Linked DNA regions of Lactuca sativa: region 1 is linked to region 2. The links are chromatin contacts, called in public Hi-C maps. All regions are on one chromosome and are shown on one strand. The core of a region is the stretch at or near the end of the contact, and the rest is flanking DNA. Distances in the headings are between cores, read along the strand shown. Region 1 holds the start of LOC111914920. Region 2 holds the start of LOC111914924 (soluble inorganic pyrophosphatase 1).

Region 1 (4,262 bases), core at 653-3,152, 170 kb after region 2:
CAGTTTTTGAGGTGGGGTCACTCCTCGTTTCTCTCTGCTACCTTTCATGGCTGACACAGGCTTCCAGGCAGTCTGTAGGGAAGACAAATTGTCAAGGGGCAAAATGGTAATTTCACTTCTTCAAAGAATCAATTGGCAAATATCGAAAATTGTAATAGAAAACAAAGTGGATTTATATGTTTGGATCGTGAAGGCTCGATATAATAGGCTAATTGGCTTTATAATTAGGGTTAAATGCAAGACATAACAACCTACTGCCGTATATTTGTTTATTATATAATATAGCATCCTACTTACAGTAATTTCACTTCAAAGAATCAATCATCAATGGGTTGATTTATGTTTATGCTAACAGGGATAATATATTGAAATAAAGGCAATACGTACAGGCAAAGATGGAGGATGTGAGCAAGTTGGATGAACAGATTTAAGGTTGTCACAAGGTGTAGGCTCATTGACAGTTATGGCTTCTACAGATGCTCCTGGAGAGAGAGTGGATTCGATTGAACAAATAAATGTTGTTGGATTGCTGAAATACTTCTCATATTTTCCGTGTGGTGGTTTACAGCCTGGAACCCCATCTTTGTCATCTTGGACATTCAGAAACTGAGTGACATTGTTCCCGAGTTTATCCACAGAAAGATTTTGAGTGGATTCAGGTGTGTATATATACAATCCATGGCAGTTGTTTACATCAACAGAGGTTGATACATCAATGTCCATTGGCACTGGTTTGCAGCTGCAAGTGAAATGTAATGAATTGTGACTCTAGTAAACTCAAATTTCTAAGTATGTAATAGATTAGTACCCTGCCTGCACATTAAAGTACCTCCATGTTGATTCGGAAGAACAACCAATTCTGTTTTAGGGCTCATTGTTCATTGCCTTTAGCTTGTTAATGCAGACATACACAATTCAATTCATTGCCCAGAATACTAACAGCATGTTACAGTATAATTTGTTTTGACTTTCATCTTAAATATCGTTAAACATGCAGATCAGCAGTTGGAATCACAACAATTAAAAAAATACTTAATTACTGAATCTAACATTAAACTGAAGTTTGCAAGCAAATGAGTGAATGGGACAAGAACTAAGAAAACATGTACGCAAAATGAAACATTATAGGAATTGTTTCTGACACAGAGAATGTGAATCCACTGTATATACACATGTGATGTAAATCTATCAGAAATGCAACATCTACACGGGGATCAGCCCAATGCGTCAAAGTGAAAGAGGAATATGTAAATATGTAACGATATGTACCTTTTTCGTTAAATAAGATGCGTTTAATCCAAACTTCAACACGCACCTGAATCAAACGGTCCAGGATACCTCGAGGCGGAGCGAGGAGAGCGATTTCGCCGTATCAGAGGCAGAATATGGTAATAAAATCGAAAAACGAGAGGGGAAGATAGATTGAGAAGATTACACAGGGCAAAAGCTACAGATGCTTATTAGACGGAAAAGGACGAATAATAGGCTGAGTGTTAACTAAGATTACCACGACGATCACCTTTTTCAAGACGGGGTTTCAGATGATAAGAACGTGAACTGCTACCATAGAAAGAGGTAACGCAAGGGAGAGTGGAGAACTGGAGTGAAGGCACCATTGTTCGATGCACTTCAAACCCTAAATTACTAGAAAACAACCACCAAATCCCAACGGAAGAAACTCGATCGACCGATTGGATCCGACAGAATAAATGAAAACTATATATGTTGATCTAGGGATCCGATTACATCAACTGTAGGATCGGATAGCGATGATCGGAATTTAAGAACAATGCTAGGTAACGAGAGAAACTTGCAAGAGTGAAGGAGCTTTTAGCTAGTGCGATAAACCTGGTCTAGAGAGTGAGACGTTATTGGTTGATGATGGGTCAACGTTGACCTTAATTCACAATAACAGGCAATACAAGGTATGCTTTATAGAAAAAAACAATTTATGCTTTATAAAAAAATTTATGTATAGAAAAAGATTTTATGTACACATTGATTTATGTTTTATAAAATTATATAATATAATACTTTTTTTATATATAACAATTTATACTTTATAAAGTTATACAATACAATATTTTAAAGCATAAATTGTTATGTATATAAAAAATATTGTTATGTACTACATTTAATAATGTCATTAACGTAGATAGCTGAAAATAACTGTCAATTTCCTTCAAAAATTGTATATATTATTAGGCCATCATTTTATATCTAAGGATGATCCTCAATCTAAAACCGAATCGAAAACTGGAAAACAAGGAATCGATTTAATGAGATATAAAGAACTAAGAATTGGACTAGATAGTGTAGTTTTGGTTCTGTCGGTTCTGGTTTCGATTCGGTCCTACAAATATGTATGCTCTTTAAGTATGTGTTTAATACCCGACCCGACCCGAACCTAACCGAAAACTGAAGAATCGAGAACTAAACTGATTACCCCAGTTTCGATTGAGGTTTTCTTTTTCGGTCAGGTCGAGTTCCACCGAGCCAAATGCTCGTCCCTATTTATATCATTCTACGCCCGACGTATCCTACTTGATAAGTGTGCCCCCATACAAATTACGTGCAATCTAAGACTATGGGGAGTAGACTCGACATGAGCTTGGTGTTGAGTGACTTAGTTCGGTATGCCGAGCTCAACAGTCTAACTCAGTTAAGCCTTGACAAAATTTAGCACACTAATAATCCTTATGACTAATTTTATTAACAAATCTTGTTGAGTGTTTATGAAATGATAAAAATACACTTTGCTTTCAATTGAGTGTTTACGAATGAAATGATAAAATACTTTTATTTTTATTATTATTTTGTAATTTTTTATATAAAAAAGCAAAGGGATAATGACTTAAAAGGGTAAAATATTATTGGTTTTATACACATTTAGTCCCTGACTTTTTTTTTCCACACTTGTCCACATTTTGTCCTTTGACCTAAGAGCATGTCCTTGTGAATCAAGAGCCTGTCATTCAAGAGAATGTCTGTGTGAATCAAAAGCATGTGAATGAAGATCATGTGAATGAAGTACCTATCAACCAAGATCCTATGAATCCAGTACCTGTTAACCAAGTGTCTGTGAATCTTGGTGTTAGAGTGCCTAAGAGCCTTGGTGTTAGAAAAAGGAAGCCTTCAGAGAGAATAAGCAAGATACAAATAAGGAAGCAGATTTTTCGAAAGGATAGCAAAGGAGTGACTGAGGACAACCCAGTTACTTTAGACTGATTAGGGTTACTTGTTTTCTTTTGCTTTGGAAGTATGTAATAGTACACTATGTATGGTGACTTTCTTTTGTTAATTTGACAATACTACCCTTGCTTGTAACCTAACGACTTTTTATGGCCTTTAAGTAATGGAATCGGATTGTGTTTTGTCTTTTTCAATCTTTATTGGTATTAATGCATTAGTTTATTAAGAAGATTATAATGGGAATCAAATGTCAATTGTCTACTGGGAATCATATTCCCTATTTGTTTCTATCAATGTCCTTTGTCTTTTGGCTATTGAAATTACAGACAAATTCAATTATCATTGTCCTTGTCTTTTGGCTGTTGAAATTGCAGCCAAATTCAATGTAAATTACAATAAAATGTGTGCCATGTAACACTTCATTCAATATGCAATATCCATTTAATACATTCAATATAAACCATTCAATACCTACATTCAAACTACCACAATTCAATACATCATACAAAACTCTATTCAACTGTTTTCAGATAATATTACAACTAATTTCAACCCTATAACTATGTGCTTTATTATTAAGCTCTTGAACTTCTTTCTTCAAACATGCAACATCCTCTTTAATTGCTTCAAGTTCTTGTTCTAAATCTGGATTCCCAATCACATGTTAATCAATCCATTCCTAATACTCACACTTATTACCTGGTTTCTTCGAAATCAAACATAAAGATGGTAAAAAGCTTAAAATCTTTATTTATTAGAAGAAAAATCAAAAGTACATAGGGAAATCAAGATCGACATACCAGAGAATTGGGGCAAACTTTGAACTTTTTGTTAGGGTTGTCTTTAGCATTGGATGTGCATATTTGAACTGGGAGTCGACAATCACAAAGCTCCTATTTCTTTGTTTGCGATGGAACCAGATGAACTGAGAGTCAACATCTTCTTATTCGATTTTGGGTATGGGTTCGAATGTTTTTTTTATTGAAGTTAGGGCTAGACATTGTATTATAATCAACGAAACTCAGAGATGATCCATGTAGGAGTGTTTTCTTTTAATGAGTGTCCACATA
Region 2 (4,111 bases), core at 1,421-3,920:
TCCGCACCTTCACCAAAAAGAGCAACAACAGTAGTGTATCTTAGATCAAATATTCCCCATCCTAACTTCCCCAACTTTTCCATACGCGCTCCCAAATTTGAAGAAGCTTGTTTTTCCACAAGTATCTTAGCAACTGTTGCAATATCTTCCCCGATTTCAAGCAATCTTGAATTCGATGCATCTTTACCCTTATCTTTACCCTCATCTTTACTTTTATTTTGATTATTTTCCGAATCTGTAGTCTTTTGTTTTTTTGATTGAGCGGATGACTCTTCATTGAGACCTACGGTTTCTTGTTGAGTGCAATCAATGTCGTCAAAGTCATGCAAACTATACTTACTTGAATCTTGAGTAGGACGAGGAAGGGTAGAAGTTGACCCCCAACTATGAATGTCTGTCGCAGTCGCGCCTTCAAACAACTATGTGCAAAGGTCGGGGTACGGTAGTGGCGTGCGTCTCAAAGAATCCACATGTTTGTTTGACCGTTTGGAAAAAAAATATTTTATTGTTTAAACATGATAATATATTTTTTATAACTAAACAACTTACCTTCGATTCTAGTTCTCATTCTTCTTTGGAAAGATTGAAGGTGTTGGTTGTTGGATTGTACACGTTACCGATTTTGTTTTTTAACTTCAAAAAAACACCAAACTTTGACTTTAGGTAGTCATAGCGGTTCTTCATTTGTTTTTGGTCAGTAATAAAATTATGTTCAATTTTTTAATGTTTCAGCTACATTCCTCCAAGATAGTGCTTTCAAACTACTCTCTTCCCGTCCATTGACTGTAACTTCACGTAAACAAGCTTCTAGAAACGTTTTCTCTACACCTTCAACCTTCCAAGTAATCCTATCCTTCTTTTCTCCCATTTCTTTGATCAATTCAACAAAAAAAAATGCATGTTTTAGCAACAAGTTAAACATTACAAATACACATTTTCAACAACAATTTACGCAAACAAAGACACATTTTCAACGACTACTTCAACAAAACAAATGCACATTTTCAATAACAGGCAAGATTGAACATAAAAAATCGAGTATAAAAAATCAACCATAACATCAAAAATTCAAAATCAACATTTTATCATATCCATTGAACACATTCAAATTCAATCGTATATCAACAAAAACACGCGCTCTTTTTTATTTTTTATTTTCAGACTGTGTTCCCTATCTGATAAATTAAGAGGTAAAAAGTAAGACGCAAACAACGATCTGAATCTAAATTTTCTAGATATTGCCTCTTAATTTTACAATTAAGAGGGAAACAAATACGGCCTAAGTTTCATATATATATATATATATATATATATATATATATATATATATATATATATATATATATATATATATATATATATATATATATCCTTGGCATAATAATTGAATTAGTATCATTGATAGATTATAATAATCAATAATAGCCAAATGCATGAATGTTTATTAATTATTAGACCCTTAATCAAAGTGACAGTGTGATAAGTTGCAATTTCTAAAAAAAGCCAACACAACCGTAAGCACCTAACAAACCATGTGTCGTGACCAATGCCCAATAGAACCATATTCATAAATCCTACCTACTTTCTGCTCAAGTTTGGCCCAACTCAGATGACAATTATACTTATGACTTTTGAGGCTATGAGCCCAATATCCGCTTAATGGTTACAACTTACAAATGAAATCATGGTCCAAAACTTAAAAATTATTAATATGTTAAACTTGTATAGAAAATGGCATGTAACAATAATTTATATTATTAAAACATCCTTAAAACATGCATGGGTAGTAGTGAAACCCGTTTTCTAAAATCCATGGGTTTAGTCATGAATAACGTATGTTTATCAATTTATTTAAAGTTTCCATGATCTTAAATAAAGTTGTTTCAAGAAAAACTTTAGAAACAACTTAAAAAACCCGTTTTCTAAAACCCATGGGTTTAATCATGAATAACATATGTTTATCAATTTATTTAAAGTTTCCATGATCTTAAATAAAGTTGTTTCCAGAAAAACTTTAGAAACAACTTAAAAAAGGGAGGTCGACATGCACTATTAAAATTTTCATCCGTTCAATGAACATCCCTTTGGGTTTGCATTGTGTGGACAAAGTTCACCTCAATAAAATACAAATAAGAGTGATTTGTATACATTTTTGTCCAACATGCCATAAATACAAATATTACATAAGGGTCCTTATACATACAAGTCATATTTACGTCCTTTAGATTTTTGTAAACATGATAATTTACATTTCAAATACTTTGACACCAAAGATCTATATCAAAAGTAACCAATGAATGTATCAATGGAAGATATGTTAGAGACATTAGACATATGGGTGACTATATAACCGAATCAGAGACTTCTAATTGTGGTGTCAAACAGTTTGAATCTGTTCGAGTCGAATCCAACCTCTTACCAGACCTAATAAGAAACATATCAAAGTACCAAACACATCCTTAGAAAATTAATACTCAAAGACCTAATATCTATCCTATTTTTGGTAATATTTAAATTAGTATTTAAAATGTTAATTTTGATTTTAATCCATAAATTCTACAAAATAGATACCGAAAAACACGGGGGTGTAAATAAAATTTAAACATAGTATAGGGTGGTTGGTGTAAATACTTGTGAATCCCGGTGGACAGAGACAGTTTTCCCCTGCAAAAATGCAAAATCGGTGGGAAACATATAGATACACAATACTTGTATCCATATATGCTCATCACGCACAACCCCCAATATCCTCGCCTTAATTCGTACGCACATTTTTCGTTAAATCTCTAGATCTGCTCCTCATTTTCTCTTCTCCACGGATTATTTCAGGTTTGTTGATTTTTATTTTATCTAATGCACTCGAAGTTCGATTTCAGTTCATTATATGCTGTTTCAGTTGTGACTTGTGAATTATGAGTTGTAGGAATAGTTATGTGCTTTTTTCGATCGGTTTTATGGAGTTCGAGATTTGATATAGAGTATTCTTTCTGTTCGATTTCTTATTTTTGTTCTAGTATTGTTTATCGTGTTAGATTTACGTCTTCAGCTCGACGTTTCACTACAAAATAGCAGAAAGAGTTAAGTTTATCTTTGTATCTGATTTATGTTTCTCTCCTACATATGTGGTTATATTAACAGAAAAAAGTTTGTAGTAATACTCGACCTGGGCAAAGATCATATAATATGTTTTGATACTTGTGTATGTCGATCTTCATTCTCGTTCTCTTGCCCTCCTTTTAGTATTCAAAAGTTTCTCATTCGATAAGTTGTACACTCAGATTCTAGATAGCCATTTCGTGAATGCTTTTTTGATCAAGTTTTCTATAATCATCTTTAGACTCTGTATTTATGGTACTGATTTAATTGGAGTTATTTTGATTTTGGGGATCTTGACTGATTTCGATCGGGATCCCTAGTTGCTTTCGACAGAATATTGTGAGAAAGTAACCAATCCCAAAAAAGTACTCAAATGAAAACAATGGATTATGTAGATGCAATCAGATCACTATCATTCTGAATGTATGTTGTAAATTATTGAAAAATGTGATCTTACAACTGTTCTTGTTTTACACGCTTCTGTTTTGTGATTTTTTTTTCCTGTAATCTCATTCTTGGTTTTCCTGAATGTGTAGCTTGCAAGTATGACTACACCTACTGAGGCTCCAAAGAAACGTGAATCTTATCAGTCTTCACGTCCTCCTCTTAATGAAAGAATAATTTCATCCATGAGCAGAAGATCAGTTGCTGCACATCCATGGCATGATCTTGAAATAGGTACTTCTTTTCATTTCATTTCATTACTTCTTGATTTCTTACAACATTCAAGAACTGACTTCCTCAATCTTCCAATTCAGGACCTGATGCCCCAACCATCTTCAACTGTGTAAGGATATAAATTATAATTCAGTTTAGATCAAACCCCAGATTACTGAAATCAATGGGGTAAACCATTTACTGAAACGTGTTTATTCTTTAGGTGATTGAAATTAGCAAGGGGAGCAAGGTGAAGTATGAGCTTGACAAAACTACAGGACTTATCAAGGTAATGAAAGATTTCAGCTGTTATAACTTATAACAATTAAAGAATTAATGTTCACCCTAGTTACAAATT

Evidence for each region. A called contact is a pair of places that touch in the nucleus more often than the background predicts.
Region 1: a Hi-C map of seed shows a contact between it and region 2, with 3 times the contacts expected there. The contact joins the promoter of LOC111914920 here to the promoter of LOC111914924 in region 2. A contact is called at or near these places in 2 of 4 Hi-C or Micro-C datasets (leaf and seed).

The regions. Positions count from the first base shown.
Region 1 is chr1:69,288,095-69,292,356 of Lsat_Salinas_v11, forward strand. LOC111914920 reads right to left here and starts at 1,903. Exons shown (of 6, transcript XM_052770843.1): 1 at 1,316-1,903; 2 at 814-891; 3 at 388-739; 4 at 1-72. The coding sequence starts at 875.
Region 2 is chr1:69,121,312-69,125,422 of Lsat_Salinas_v11, forward strand. It overlaps LOC111914924 (soluble inorganic pyrophosphatase 1), which reads left to right and starts at 2,671. Exons shown (of 9, transcript XM_023910634.3): 1 at 2,671-2,829; 2 at 3,633-3,774; 3 at 3,855-3,883; 4 at 3,977-4,042. The coding sequence starts at 3,642.